Linked DNA regions of Sus scrofa: region 1 is linked to region 2. The links are chromatin contacts, called in public HiChIP or PLAC-seq maps. All regions are on one chromosome and are shown on one strand. Each heading gives the region's core, a stretch centred on a gene start, on an enhancer-like site or on the middle of the called end of the contact. The rest is flanking DNA. Distances are from core to core; before and after follow the strand shown.

Region 1 (6,892 bases), core at 1,264-3,763, 180 kb before region 2:
AATGCCAGCTCTTCTTCCTCTTTGTAATTCTCACACCATAAAAGTCTCCCTTTTAAAATGTACAGTTCAAGGCTTGTGGTTGCCAAGGGAGAGTGGGAGGGAGTGGAATGGATTAGGAGTTTGGGGTTGGTAGATGCAAACTCTTACATTTAGAATGGATGAACTATGAGGTCCTACTGTCTAGCACGGGGGACTATATCCACCCCCTTGGGATAAGCCATGATGGAAGATAATTTGAGAACAAGAATGTAGGTGTTCCCATGGTGACTCAGTGGGCTAAGGACCCAAGGTCTCTGTGAGGATGTGGGTTTGATCCCTGACCTTGCTCCTTGGGTTGAGGAACTAGCATTGCTGCAAGCTGCAGCATAGGTTGCAGATGCAGCTCGGATCTGATATTGCCATGGCTGTGGCATAGGCCTCGCTGCAGCACTGATTCAGCCCCTGGCCCAGGAACTTCCTGATGCTATAGGTGTGGCCCTAAAAAAAGAAAAAGGAATATAAATATATGTATGACTGGGTCGCTTTGCTGCACAACATTGTAATTCAGGTATGCTTTAATAAAACTTAAGGGATACAGTTCAGTGGTTTTGAGAATATTCACGAGGTTGTGCACCTACCACCATTATTTCCAGAACGTTTTCCTTACCCCAGAAGAAACCCTGTACCCATTATCCGTCATTCCCTCCACCTTCCCCTACCCCAGGCAACCCCTAATCTGCTTTCTGTCTGTGGAATTGCCCATTCTGAGCATTTCATAGAAATGGAATCATACATCTACCTGGCCTTTGGTGCCAGGTTCCTTTCACATACAGTATTTTCATTCATTTTGGTCGCATGTAGATCGTAGCTGATTCTTTTTTATGGCTGAAGAATATTCTGCTCTTTTTTTTTTCTATTAATCACGTCCTTTATTTCAAAAGCTTAAAAAACTTTTTCTTAAAGTATCGTTGATTAGCCATATAATATTCTCTTGTAAGGATAGTCTGTTTATTCATTCATCAGCTGATGGATATAGGATGGTTTCTGCTCTGGGGCTGAGGAATGCTGCTGTGAACGTTCATGTACCCGTTTTTATGTGGACATATGTTTTTGTTTCTTTGGGTGTGTACCTAGGGGTGCCATTGCTGGGTCACATGGTAACTCTATGTTTAACTTTTTGCGGAACCGCCAGACTGTTTTCCAGACCGGCTGCACCAGCTATTCTTGACTCTAGCTCTCAAAACACTTTCCCACACACCATCATTCCACAGCCAGAAGGGGAGCTATTACAGCACCAGCGGGGAAAGTGCTGTGGCCCAAGTCCCAGGGAAAGCTAGTGACAGAGCCAGAACCTGAACCAAGAACTTGGGGGTCCAGATTCACCATGTCACCCTTGGCACCCCCAGATCTATCATCTGGCTTATTAGTATGTCCCCAGTAGATGAGAAGTGCTGTGCGGCATGGCCGCTGCTCACGGCAGCTCACTTTCTAGCAGGTGAACAGTGCCCATCCTAGCTTACCTGAGCTCCCCAGACCAGAAGGCCCTGGGCACCTCTCCTCCACCCCTCTGATCCCTGGGCCCAGGCCCAAGAGGAACAGTGGCAGGTATGAGCTAGAAACGGCTGTGCTGTAAAGACAGGTTGGTGGTGTTTCGTGGGTGGAGGGGAACCCCAGGAAGCTTCCCTTCCCAGCTTTTATTTCTCGTGCCAAGACTGGAGCCCAGCCCTGGATCTGTGCCTTCCTAGTGGGGACCCTAGCCTTCCTTACCCCTAGCAGACTCTCCTCTTTTGTGCTCCTCCTATTCATCCACTGCCTTGCCCAGACCAGATCTGGGCGAAGCTCCCAGGGCCCTTTGAGGTTTTACTGAAATGACCTTGAACCATAACTTAATCTTGTCAAAACTCGCTTGCTTCTCTCTCACACCTATCCCAGAGGGTATAGGAGCAGCATAGGGTACCAGTTAAGGGGCTGAGGTTGGCACTCAGGCAAGGGTTGGTTTGAGATGGGACACCACCCCTTCCTTACTAGCTCTGTGACCTTGGGCAACTCACCCTACCTCTCTGAGGTTCTCATGCTTGGGAGAACAGGGGTGCATATAAAGAGTTGAGTGAGGACTCAGTAAAGGAGAACTATGGTTGTTATCATTATGCAGATTAAAGGAGATTGGTCAGTAAAGCACCTGGCAGAGTGCCTAGCACGCGATAGCTATTTGGTACCTGAAAGCTGTGGTCGTTATTGTCTCTTGACTTTGTGCAGGTGCTGGTTGAAGGGCTTGATCAGAAGGACGATGGCCTTGCTGGTTACCCAGACGTCAATGCAACCGGAAGATGAACTCTAAAGCAGGGGCAGACCAGCGGTCAGAGCAAGGCTACATAGGCCTTTGAAAGCATGGGCACAGAACCCAGAGATTAATGAGTTGAGCATGAAGAACAGAGTGGGAGAGCCTCCCAGGAAAAGCCAGAGGCAGGGCTCTGAGGGCTGCTGAGCTTTAAGGCAGCCAGATACCTGCAGTGTAAGCAGCCAGATCTATTTAAAGGACTGAGGGACTGAGCCCTTGCTTTGGAGATGCCTTAAGCTTCCTGGGCTGATGAGCTGCTTCCCAGGATACTTTGGCAGTGTCACACGACACTTGGGTCTCCAGCAAGTGGAATGGAAAGCTGAGTGTGAGCCAGGGAGCCCAGAAGCCAGTGAAGATCATGGCAGCCTTCCTGGAGGAGCTAGCCTTGTAGAATGAGCAGTGTTTTCTGGGAGTGGAGAGGGCAGCCATCTGGAAGGAAGGCGCAAAGGCAGGACTGCAAAAGTTGCTTCAGGGGGAAGAGTAAGGAAATGAATCTCCTTTAAAAAAGGTCATATGATAAAGGAGTTCCTGCTGTGGTGCAGTGGGTTAAAATTTGGCTGTTGTCTCTGTGGTGGCGAGGGTTCAGACCTCGGCCTGGCACAGTGGGTTAAGGATCCAGCATAGCCGCAGCTGTGGCTCAGATTCCATCCTTGGCCCCAGGGAACTTCGTATGCCATGTATACAGCCAAAAAAAAAATGTGATGCAATTCAAAATGATCATTTCACTGTAAGACATTTAGCAGGGGAAAATACAATTAATAAAAGAAGATAATTTTAAAAATCTTCGGTGTCTCATTCCCCGGAGGCAATTAGCAGTAACATTTTGGTGTGCTTATTTCCACCTTTTTTTCTATGCACATATATTGCATGTGTTCTTTTTAATTTCTTTTTTGTAAAGCAAAAATGGACTCATGTAATACAGACTGTTTGTGACCTACTTTTAAAAATGCATCATGAACTGCGTTCCTTGTCATTAAATATTCTTCTTCACCACTCCTTAATGACCTTATAGTATTCTCTCATGTGAATGGAGCATAATTTATTTAAGTAATTTTCTATTCTTGGATATTTAAGTGGTTTCCAATTTTTCAATATCATAAGCATCTTCTAAATGAACATCCTTGCGGCTGAAACTCTGTGCATGTCCTTAATTATGTCCTTGGGATACATTTCTAGAAAAGGAATTGCTGGGATAAAGGAATGCAGATTTTAAAGAATTTTAATTGGCGTTGTCAAATTGCTCCCCTGAAGGCTCGCACCAGTTTACACTCCCACCCGCAGAATATAGGGGGCCTATTCTAGCATTTCCGTTAACATGGGGTATAATTTTTTTTCTTTGGGAATTTGATCAATTCAAGACACTCATGCAATCATCATCCAAATAAAAAAAAAAAAAAGGCACTCACGAATCCAAGTTTCCTGAGATGCAAATGGAGCTGATAATAATGGTATCTATCAAGGGGCCGTAAAACACATAGTGGGTGGGATAGGCTTGAAAAGAAAACACGACGATGGGGGTTAGTGATTATTCTGACTTGACTATCCCGGGAATGAGGAAGCTCTGTGAGTCAAGGTTAAGACCATTGGAAGCCAGCTTTGCAAAGGGCTTTGTTTATCTTCCCTTTAAGTGCAAAATTAATATATGCTTGTAAAATGTGAAACAACCCACGGCTGTGACGGTAAAAAAGTGCAAGCATTCCTTCCCTCCCCGACTGTTCTCTCCTCGGGGGATTAGGTGTGCATCCTGCTCCGTCTTCTCTCACATCTTTACAGACTCTGTGTGTATAGAACCATGTCTGTAATTTAGTGTAGTTGTTTTGCAAAATGGAATCCTGTAGGATTTCATGGGCACCTCACGATAGACAGACCTCCATCACTCTTTTAAACATGTGTTTGGATGCCGTGGCTGAATAAAGCAGAATTTGCATATCTCCCCCCCCCCAACATAATGCAGTAACAACTCATCCTCATACACGCAGCCAGCCTTGCACAACTGAGCTGGTATTTCCCTCGTTTGGGTTCCTAGCAGTGGGATGAGAGGTCAGAGTGCTTTGTCATACTGTCAACTTGCTCTTTTAACTCTAAAAGTTCTGAAAGAAGCCTGAATCGAGGCCGGCCGGTATCTGTCTCCAGCGTCTTGCTGTCCTCCTGCCGGCCTGGGAAGCAAACCACAAAGGAATCTTTCTCTTGTTAATTAACTGGGGTGTTATTAAACACCTTAGCAGCTAGCCAGCCGCTCTGACCCAGGCGTTCCTGGGAGACATTTTTGTAAAAAATGTTATTGAAGTATCGTTGATTGACAATGTCGTGTTAATTTCTGCCGTACAGCAAAGTGATTCCGTTTTATACATACATATATATTTATATTCTTTTTCATAATCCTTTCCATTATGGTCTAGCACGGGATATTGACTATAGCTCCCTGAGCTACATGGTATGTTGTTTATGCATCCTATACATAATAGTTTGCATCTGCTCCCTAAACCTGGGAGACTGTTTAATTTTATTTATTTATCTATTTTTATTTTTATTTTTCAGCTGCCCCACAGTGTATGGAGTTCCTGGGCCAGGGATCAGATCTGAGCCACAGCTGAGGCAACACAGAATCCTTTATCCCACGGTGCCAGGCCAGGGATTGAACCTGCATCTTGGCATTGTAGAGACACCGCCAATCCTAGTATGCCACAGCAGGAACTCCAATAGCCACTTTTAAAATATGATAATGGCAGTGTATATTGAAGCAGAGTTGAAATTATGGAAAACTTAAAAAAAAAATTGTGTTTTTTCACTTAGAAATTTTTCCAGGAAGTTCTTGTTGTGGCTCAGCGGAAACAAATCTGACTAGTATCCATGAGGATGCAGGTTTGATCCCTGGCCTCGCTCAGTGGGTTAAGGATCCAGTGTTGTCATGAGCTGTGGTGTAGGTCACAGATGCAGCTTGGAACTGTGGTGTATGCTGGCAGCTATAGTTCTGATTTGACCCCTAGATTGGGAACTTCCATATGCTGCAGGTGCGGCCCTAAAAAACAAAACAAAACAAAACAAAACAAAACAAAAAAAAAGAAAAGAAAAGAAAGAAAAGAAATTTTTCCTCTGGGAATTTATGCTAAAAAATAATAATTTAAAAAATGAGGAGTTCCCCGGTGGCTCAGCAGGTTAAGGACTCTGTGTTGTCACTCCTGTGGCCTGGGTCATTGCTGTGGCAGGGGTTTGATCCCTGGCCTGGGAATTTCTTCATGCTGCAGGCGCTGCCAAAAAAAAAGAAAAAGACCTTAGGATAAAGATGTTTATTATTCTGATTTTTATCACAGCAAAACATTGGAAGGGCTTAAATGTCTAAATTAGGGCAATTATGAAGAAAATTATGGTATAACTACATTTTTGCACATATTATAATCATGCTTTTACAACAATACCTAATACCGTATGAAAATTACTGCTCTTTAATACATTTGAAAACAGTGTAGCCGTTCCCGTTGTGGCTTAGCGGAAACAAACCTTACTAGCATCCATGAGGTCGCAGGTTCAATCCCTGGCCTCGCTCAGTGGGTTAAGGTTCCAGCGTTGCCATGAGCTGTGGTGTAGGTCGCAGATGCGGCTTGGAGCTGGCATGGCTGTGGCTGTGGCTGTGTCTGTGGCTGTGTCTGTGGCTGTGTCTGTGGCCGGCAGCTGTAGCTCCAATTTGACCCCTACCCTGGGAACCTCTATATGCTGCAGTTATGGCTCTAAAAAGACAAAAAACAAAAAGCAAAAAAACCCCAGGGTGTAACACTGTATAGAGCATGATCCTATTTTGTTTTTTTAAATATATGATCTGTTTCTAATCTTCCCTCTCTGGAAAAAGTCCACAAAGTGGTTAATTGTGGGTATCTGACTAAGTTTTATTTTCTTCTTTACAGGTATTATTTTCTAAATTTTCTGTAGTCAGGATGTAGTGCTTTAACAATTAGAAAAAGCAATGAAATTATTATTATTTTCTTTTTCTTTTTTTCTTTCTTTCTTTTCTTTTTTTTTTTTTTTTTTTTTTGTGTGTGTGTGTGTGGCATATTGACGTTCCCAGGCTAGGGGTTAAATTGGAGCTACAGCTGCTGGTCTACCCCACAGCCACAGCAACAGCTGAGCCACGTCTGCAACCTACACCACAGCTCACAGCAAAGCCAGGTCCTTAACCCACTGAGCAGAGCCAGGGATTGAACATGCATCCTCATGGATACCAGTCAGGTTTATTACTGCTGAGCCATGACAGGAACTCCCTGAAATTATTTTTTACATTAAAAAAAGGCAGAGGAAATGCATGCAAGTAGAAGTGATACAAATGACTAATAAACATGAAAAATGCTCAACATTGCTAATAACTAAAAATGCAAATTAAAGCAGCTTTGTGAGGCTATGTTTTAACCAACCAACTTTAGAAGAAAAACCTGCTCGTACACAATATGTACTGACAACAGTTTGGTAAGGGAGACTCTCATACACTGCTAATTTGAGTGTAATTTGGTTCAGGCTTTCTGAAGAGCAATTTGGCAATATATATAAAACCCATCAAAATGCGTAACTTAATAAAATGGATTTTAA
Region 2 (7,056 bases), core at 1,501-4,000:
CAGTTATTTGCAGAGCCTGTACTTCTTATATAAGTCCCTTCCTTTCCCGATAACAGCTTCCAGAAAGTCTGTTTTAAGTCAAGAATTGAAGTCGAGTTAGTTGTAAGAATAGATATCCTTTCCCACATTATCATTTTAGGTAAGAGGTAACAGCTTCCATTGATGCTTGGAGCAGTGATCTTTGGAGATTTTTAAAAATAGCACCATAATGCAAATTAGGTTATGTAAGCTTTACAGCACAGCTAGAAATAGTAAGTAGAAACCATGTGGGAATCTGGGCCAGAATATATTTCTCTTCCTCCAGCAAATTCCTCTGGGGTCTGGGATTTAGATGAGTTAACACACAGAGTACTTTGAATAGTACCTGGGACATAGTAAGCACTCAAGTAAATGTTGACTGTTCTTACCATGTTGGCTGAGGTGACAGAATAGATGCAGGAGGCAAGGCTATGCTGGCAGGAGTTGAGAAGCAGGTGCATGGCCTGCTTGGGGGAGCTTCGTGGATGTCTTAGTGTTGACAGGTTTGGGGTGCTCCTGGGCTCTGGGAAAGAGGACTCCTAGCATGGCGGGGGCCGGGGGGCTCAGACAGGAAACAGAGCAAACCCTCGGTGAGAATTGGTGTGGGAGGTTGCTGCACATGGTTGCTGCAGGAAGATGCTCGTGTTTCTGCTGAAGTAGTTACTCCTTGGACAGCCTGTTGTCAGGGGTTCATAATACTTTGGGATTTAGGCGTGCTTGGAACTTCAAAGGGGCTGAGCTTAGAATATCAACCTGCCAATCCTAAGTTTCCTGCCAGTGTGTTAGTGAGAAAAAAGTGTGTCCTTGATTACAGCTAGCCCCTGAGTCTGACATTCAGAGCTCACCTGTATTTGTCTTAAACCATGGAAGAGAGAGGAGGCTGGTTGGCATGCTTGGAAGGCTCTTGCCTCAGATGCTTTTCTGAATATCGTTCCTGCGCGTCCCTCTTCCAGTTAGCTGCAGCACTTTGGAAAAAAATCTGTGCTTCGCACCGCATAAGGCCTCCCTTCTGTCAGTCTTAGAAAGAAACCTATCTGTCTATCCCTCCACCAGTCTCTGTCCGTCTACCCATTTCTCTCTCTAGACACAGTTGGGAAGTTGCTTTTCAGCAAAAGGGAAGATGAGTAGATGGTTGGACTGAATAAAGGGTAAGCATCTTACTGTTCGTCTGGCTCTCACGTGTCTGCGTGGACCTCAGGAGCATCTGGAGAAAGGTGTGTGGCCACATCCCTCTCTGCTGGTCCAGGTGAGCCGAGTGGGGATACAGATTTGAGTTCTGTGATGCTCCGAGGTTATAAAAAGTATAGGTAAGGATTAAGTGTTACCTTTAAGGCAAATAAGATCTGCATTGTAGTCAAGAGGCTTTCCTTCAAAAAATATTTGTGTAAGTCACATCCTGGCAGTGACCCCAATCCTCAGCTGTAGCTCTTTGATGGACTCCTTACCTCATTAGCCAAGGCCTTGGGGTTCTTTTGTTTGTTTTGTCTTGATCCCTCTGTTAACATCTTAATCACCTGGTCCTTCTAAGGAGGGTCTTAGGGTCTTTCTTGGCAGAAGAACTTTGCTATTTCTGCAAATGGCTCTCTCTGCTGGTGGGTGGTGTGGAGGTTGCCACCATCTGCCCAGGCAGCTGGAGAGTCGGATTAGCATATCCTCGCTGGAGGTGTGGTCCTGAGTCATCTTTTTGCTGCTTGTGGCCCCTGGGAGGTAACAGGCATTGTCTTAGCACTGCCTGGAAATCCAGTCTCTCTCCTTTGTTTTGGTTTCTCCTGCATTGATCCTTTTGTACAGTTCTGTATTCAGATGTCAGCTAAATGTCCCAGGCGATTAACAGTGGCCCTCAGTTTGGGTCATTTTGTGCTGTGGGCAGCAGTAGGTTGAAGAAGCAGGGATGGAAGAAAGATGCTAAAATTGGTATCTTGTGTGTGCCAGGCATTTGGACTTTTTTTCTTACTTAGCCTTCTTGGAGGTGGTATTATTCTTATTTGACAGGTGAACACGCTGAGGCTCAGAGTTAGTGCTAGGGTCAGGAATGAAACCCAGCTCTGGTCAGTGCCAAGGCCTTTCCCTGCTGCACCACACGGTGGATTAAACGTGGGAAGAAGGGGAGGAAGCGTGTCACGCGACAGCAAGGCGGCATGCAGGCAGTGAGGCAGGGCTGAAAACGGCCTGAGCACAAGCAGGGGCCATGCGGCCACGTGATCTTTTGAGCTCACAGGCCCAAGCCAGTCCTAGGGTCATCTGCTAGAGTCTAGGCTTGGACTTGAGGTTATTTTAGACCAGATATTCTGGCCTGAAATAAGGCTGTTTTCTTTTAGAGCAGTTGGAGAAGCTTAACAAATAGGAATGACAGACTGGAAGGCTCAGGTGTGGCTGTATAAGCAGAGGAAGCTTTTGTATTTGAAGCTTGTTTTTGTTTGAATATCGAGGAGCAGTGGAGGTGTGTGTCTTCACTGAGCTGATGCTTTCTGAGTCCACGCTCTCTGGCCCGAGACTGGGGATGGGGATGTCTTAAGATGGGAGCCAGATGCTGAAGGAAAACTGGGGGAGGCTTGGCTCATCGGGTCCAAGGAAGAGGGCAGCCCCAGGTTGGGGTGTCGGTGCTGAGAGGTGGCCCAGGGCAAGTGCTGAGCAGAGATGGGATCAGGGGCTGATTGCACTGGCCTGTTCTGCTTGCTGGGAGTGTCCCCTGGACTTGGCTTCGGGGAAGGCTGCCAGCCTGGAGCCACAGGCTTCCCTCTGGGTCGGGCCGTGTTTGGCAAGCCCTGCTTGGATGGCTTCAAGGTCTGTGAAATCTCTGCACCTGGGCCGCTCTGCTTGCTGGCTGCGCCCCAGCTCCTTGGCCAATTTGTGCCCGTTGGGACTCTGCTGAGGGCGGAGGGGGTGTGGGGAGAGATACACTTGCCTTACCCCAGGTCGCCATGACCTGTGGCAGTTTTTCTGAGCCACCCGCCTTAATCCTGGAGGGCAACAGGAAGAAGGAACCTCCTTTTAAACCCAGGTTGTTCCGTTCAGTGTGCGGGAGGACTGGTCCTGTGCGTGTGGAGCCCTTTCCTGCCCGTGCCTGCAGCCGCTGCCCTAACAGTCCCTGTTCAGAGAAGCAGCAATGCAGAGCTGGTTGTTCTCACACCACAGACAAGAAAATTGAAGCCAAGGAACCTCTCCAAACCACCTAGTTTATTTGTGGCAAAACATTGTGGCTCCTAATAAGTGGGTTTTTAACCACACAGAAGAAATGGCATTTCTTCTACTGTTTTTCGAGTTAACAGAATCCCTTTCTTAGGGATGAGATTTGAACACCACCACAACTGTGGGACCTAGAATTTTTCTCCTTTTACAGATGAAGAAATAGAGGCTTAGACAAAATGACTCGCCCCAAATTATACAGCTAGTCAGTGGCCAAGCCCACCCATTCTGATAGTGCTGTGCTTACCACTGGTGGTTGGCGTTAACAGTCTAGGTTGCTGCCTATCCTCTTTTCTAAAACTGTTCCGCAGCTGTTTCTCTCCTCTTTACAGTGTAATCATTCTACTTAACCTTCTTCCAGACTTCTGGAATATATCCTGTGAGGTTTGAAAGAAAACACACAAAAGCCAGCTTCTCTCTCCCTGACCCCACCCCCCATTCCATGGGGAAAAAAAGAAAGCCGACTTCAGGCTCATTCCTCTCTGGCTGCTCTGAAGGACTCTGGGCTGGCTCCTGGGCAAGGTTACCCGCTGCCCAGCTTGGGGCCGAGTGGCCTGTTTGTTGTTTGCTGGCCACACGGCAGGGTCTGTGTCCACAGCCCATCTTCTTGTGCTACAACTGAACCTGCAGTCAATTGCGAGCCAGTGATTGCCATCAGGGGAGGCCCAGGTGCTGGACGGAGGGGCCGGGTGTGTGCTTTTTCACCCTGAGCTTCACCGGGGTTTTGGTTGTACACTGCCGTCTGTGTCTGGCGAGGCCTTCATTGGGTGCTCGCCCAGAGCACGGAGGCAGGGTCTCACTTGACTCTCCCGTCCTGCAGACGGTCTCAGGAGTTGCTCAGCTTTCTTACGTCCTTTGTGCCTGGGGGAGGCCAGCACCCAGGAGGAGAGCACGCCTTCCACCCAATATGGAAGGTGGCATACGCCTGAGGAACTCAGGAAAGCTGAGAGCACCTCAAAACGAGACAGGGCGAGGCTGGCGAAGGGGAGACCGACCACACACCCTTCTGTCAGCTATTTTAAACGGTTGTACTTACTTGTTGTATGTGGTTCCAGATGAGAAAAGATAGTTAAAGCCCGATTGGGCAATTTGAGCTAACATGTGCCTCGCACGGGGTGTGGCGAGAAGGGAGCCCGTGGCACCGGCAGTGTTTACGCCGGAAGCCAGCTGTTCAGATGGCGCAGAGGAGGTCCTTCCACAGGATGTTGGTCTGCACAGAACGCTGCTGTGATCATTGACCCTGCCAAGGCCATGTCTCCCTTCTCTGGACACACGGATGTAACAAACATTTGTTGTCACCTGCCACCAGCCAGGCTGTGCTGGGTGAGGAGGGGTAGTTGAAGAAAATGCCAGACGGAAGGTGGACGGAGCCTGGGAAGGGGGAGGGGAACACTCAGGGCCTGGAATGGGACCAGAGCCTCCTTCTGTGCTTGGAGAAGGTCTCCCACTCAGTCCCGGAGTGGAGCCAGGCCTGTGAAGAGACTGAGCGATTTAGAGTGACGTGGTGGTTCTTCCCGAGAGACTGGCATCTGAGCTGGGCAGGAGTTTGCCCACAGAGTGGTCAGGGGAGGCCCCCAGGAGGGGGCACAGCGTGCAGAGAAGGGAATGGCCTTCTCGGGACCTGGGAACCGGTTTGGTTAGGAGGGTGAAGTGTCAGATGGGATGGGGCAGGGCCTCAGGTGCTGGGCCCTTTACTGGTTTCCGTCTTCCAGAATGGCGAGAGGAGTCTGAGGATCGGTTTGGACAGTTGGAGAGGGAAGGACCAAAGGCAGGAGACAGGCTGTTGTTGCAGATACCCTGACGAGGGATGAAGGAGGCTGATGGGGCGGTGGCCAAGGGGTCAGAGGCAGGAGAGGCATCTCTTCATAGTCCAGGCTCCTCGCCTGGACAGAGCAGGAGGTTGTGGGGCCAGGGGACCACAGGAACCCCACCCTCAGCAAGGGACCAGGGCTGCTGTAGGTGACTGAGGACAGTGGTGCCTGGGGCCAGGATGGGCACGTGGGGGGGGCGGGGAGAGGGGTTGTAGAGGAATTCAAGGCCGTCTCTGTTGGGCCAGGAAATGCGGTTTGACGGGCTCAACTTTGTCATGTGCCCCTGGGAAGGCTTTCTTACAGGGACAGAGGTTTGTGGGCTGGCTGGTCAGCATCTTGCCCTTTCCCTGAGTTCCCGCTCTGCTGAGCTTCCAGTAGGAAGGGGGATCAGGCGCTGAGCACAGAGGCCTCCTGTTTTTGGAAAAAGCAGTGTAGTGAGAGCTTCCTTACCTGCCCAAGAGCTGAGCTCAATGGATTCAACATCCGTAGAGCAGGGTCTTTATTTATTTAGCCAATGGAAGATACTGCTTTACAGAGCATTTAAAGGAGGGGGAAGGGTGAAAGTGTTAGATTACTAGGAAATTAGCTTGGGGCCTTAGTTTTCTGTCTGTGCTGCCACCTTTGGCTCTGAACAGGTGGGCAGGGGACCCGCAGAGGGTTAGGTGGGTTTCTGAACGTTTGTATTTCTATGGCTCTGTCGGGGCAGCAGCGGTTTTGAGCCTTTAGGTCAGAGCCCTGAGGTTAGGGTGCGCTGAGACACTGAGCCCGTCCACCTCTGGGAGGACCAGGTGTCTCTAACTAGGAGTGGCCTTGTCTCAAGCCCTTTGGGCCACACAAACATCACCAAGTGTGTCATAGTGTGGAAATCTCTGGGAGCACTGCCTTAGACCTGGTGTCGCTAAACTTTGTGAAAAGGTCCCAGTAGTAAATCTTTCAGGCTGTGGGGCCTGTTGGCTCTGTCACAGCTACTCCACTTTGTTGTCGTGGCCCCAGAGCAGCAGGCAAGTGTGGCTGTGAACCAACAGCTTTATCCCGGACGGGGAGTGGGCCTCTGGCTTAACGTGGCCTGGGCGCTTCCTCCCATCTGTCTTCCTTGAGCACCTGTCCTGTGAGCAGTGGGGGAGGAGGGTGCATGCTCGCCCAGGACCTCAGGTATGGAGGGTGGGGTGGGCACTGTTGGGGCCCAGGGGAGAGGAAGCCAGGGCTGAACTGGAAGAGCCCCAGGAGGAGGCAGCTCCAGAGCCCGGGCTCCGTCCTCTGGGCCAGTGGCAGCTTGTGCTCAGGTTTGGAAAGATGCTCGGGGCAGGGAAAGACCAGGTTTGTGGTTACAGGTGGTTCAGTTCCGCCTGGGTTTTTTAGCCAAGGCGTTGGTTACTGTTGGTCCACGAGTGGGAAGGAGACCTGGAGAATTGGGTGGCTTTTCTGGCTACTGGGCTCCAGTGAGCACCACACGTTTTTTGAGTGGGCACAATCTGCCAGCTTCACGCCTTTTCTCACTTGCTCTCCAAAGACAGCTGAAAAGGGCAGGACGATGAAACCTGTCTCGGGTCTCCTTTGGCATGGGGCCCAGGGCCTTGGCGTATGAGAGTGAAAACCGCTAGGGATGGGCTTCTCCTTGCTTCAGGATGGAGTCACACATCAGGAAGGCTTTATGGTGCGGCCAGCAGCTGGACAGGCCTTCAGGGAAGTAGAACTGAAGCCTGTGACCTGCCGGGGCAGGTGCCCGTAGCACAGGCTGCGTGGGTGCGGCCCCCGGGCAGGGCTTCATGGAGGTGGGCGGTGCTCTCTGCTTCCCGCGGCACCTCCCCTAGAGATGCTTCTAGGCAGTGGACCGAGTACCTATGAGGTGAGGTTCCAGGGACACGAACCATGACATTCTCATTTAACTAACATAGAGGGAAGTCGAGCAGGGTGGTGTCGGCGCTGGCTTCCTGTGCCCGTGGAAGGGGGCTGGAGAAAGACCTGTCCTGAGTGCCGGCAGCTCTGAGAGAGACGGGGAGGCACTTGCCAGAGGCCCTGCCGCTGGGAGGTTCATCTGCGG

The links. HiChIP or PLAC-seq counts read pairs in DNA pulled down with a chosen protein or histone mark.
Region 1: a contact with region 2 is called in an H3K27ac HiChIP or PLAC-seq map of skeletal muscle. The contact joins two enhancer-like sites. A contact is called at or near these places in 1 of 47 Hi-C or Micro-C datasets (brain) and 1 of 2 datasets of contacts at active chromatin or transcription factors (skeletal muscle).

Annotation. Positions count from the first base shown.
Region 1 is chr1:264,218,947-264,225,838 of Sscrofa11.1, reverse strand. No RefSeq gene overlaps it. Among named protein-coding and RNA genes, the nearest start is that of STRBP, 26 kb to the right of the region's middle. Within about 2 kb of position 2,513, at least 1 of the 83 cell types and tissues checked has an H3K27ac peak or open chromatin away from gene starts, as enhancers often do. A contact at or near this core is called in skeletal muscle, where this site is marked.
Region 2 is chr1:264,037,200-264,044,255 of Sscrofa11.1, reverse strand. It overlaps STRBP (spermatid perinuclear RNA-binding protein), which reads left to right. Exons shown (of 18, transcript XM_021074603.1): 18 at 1-7,056. Among named protein-coding and RNA genes, the nearest start is that of GPR21, 87 kb to the right of the region's middle. Within about 2 kb of position 2,750, at least 14 of the 83 cell types and tissues checked have an H3K27ac peak or open chromatin away from gene starts, as enhancers often do. A contact at or near this core is called in skeletal muscle, where this site is marked.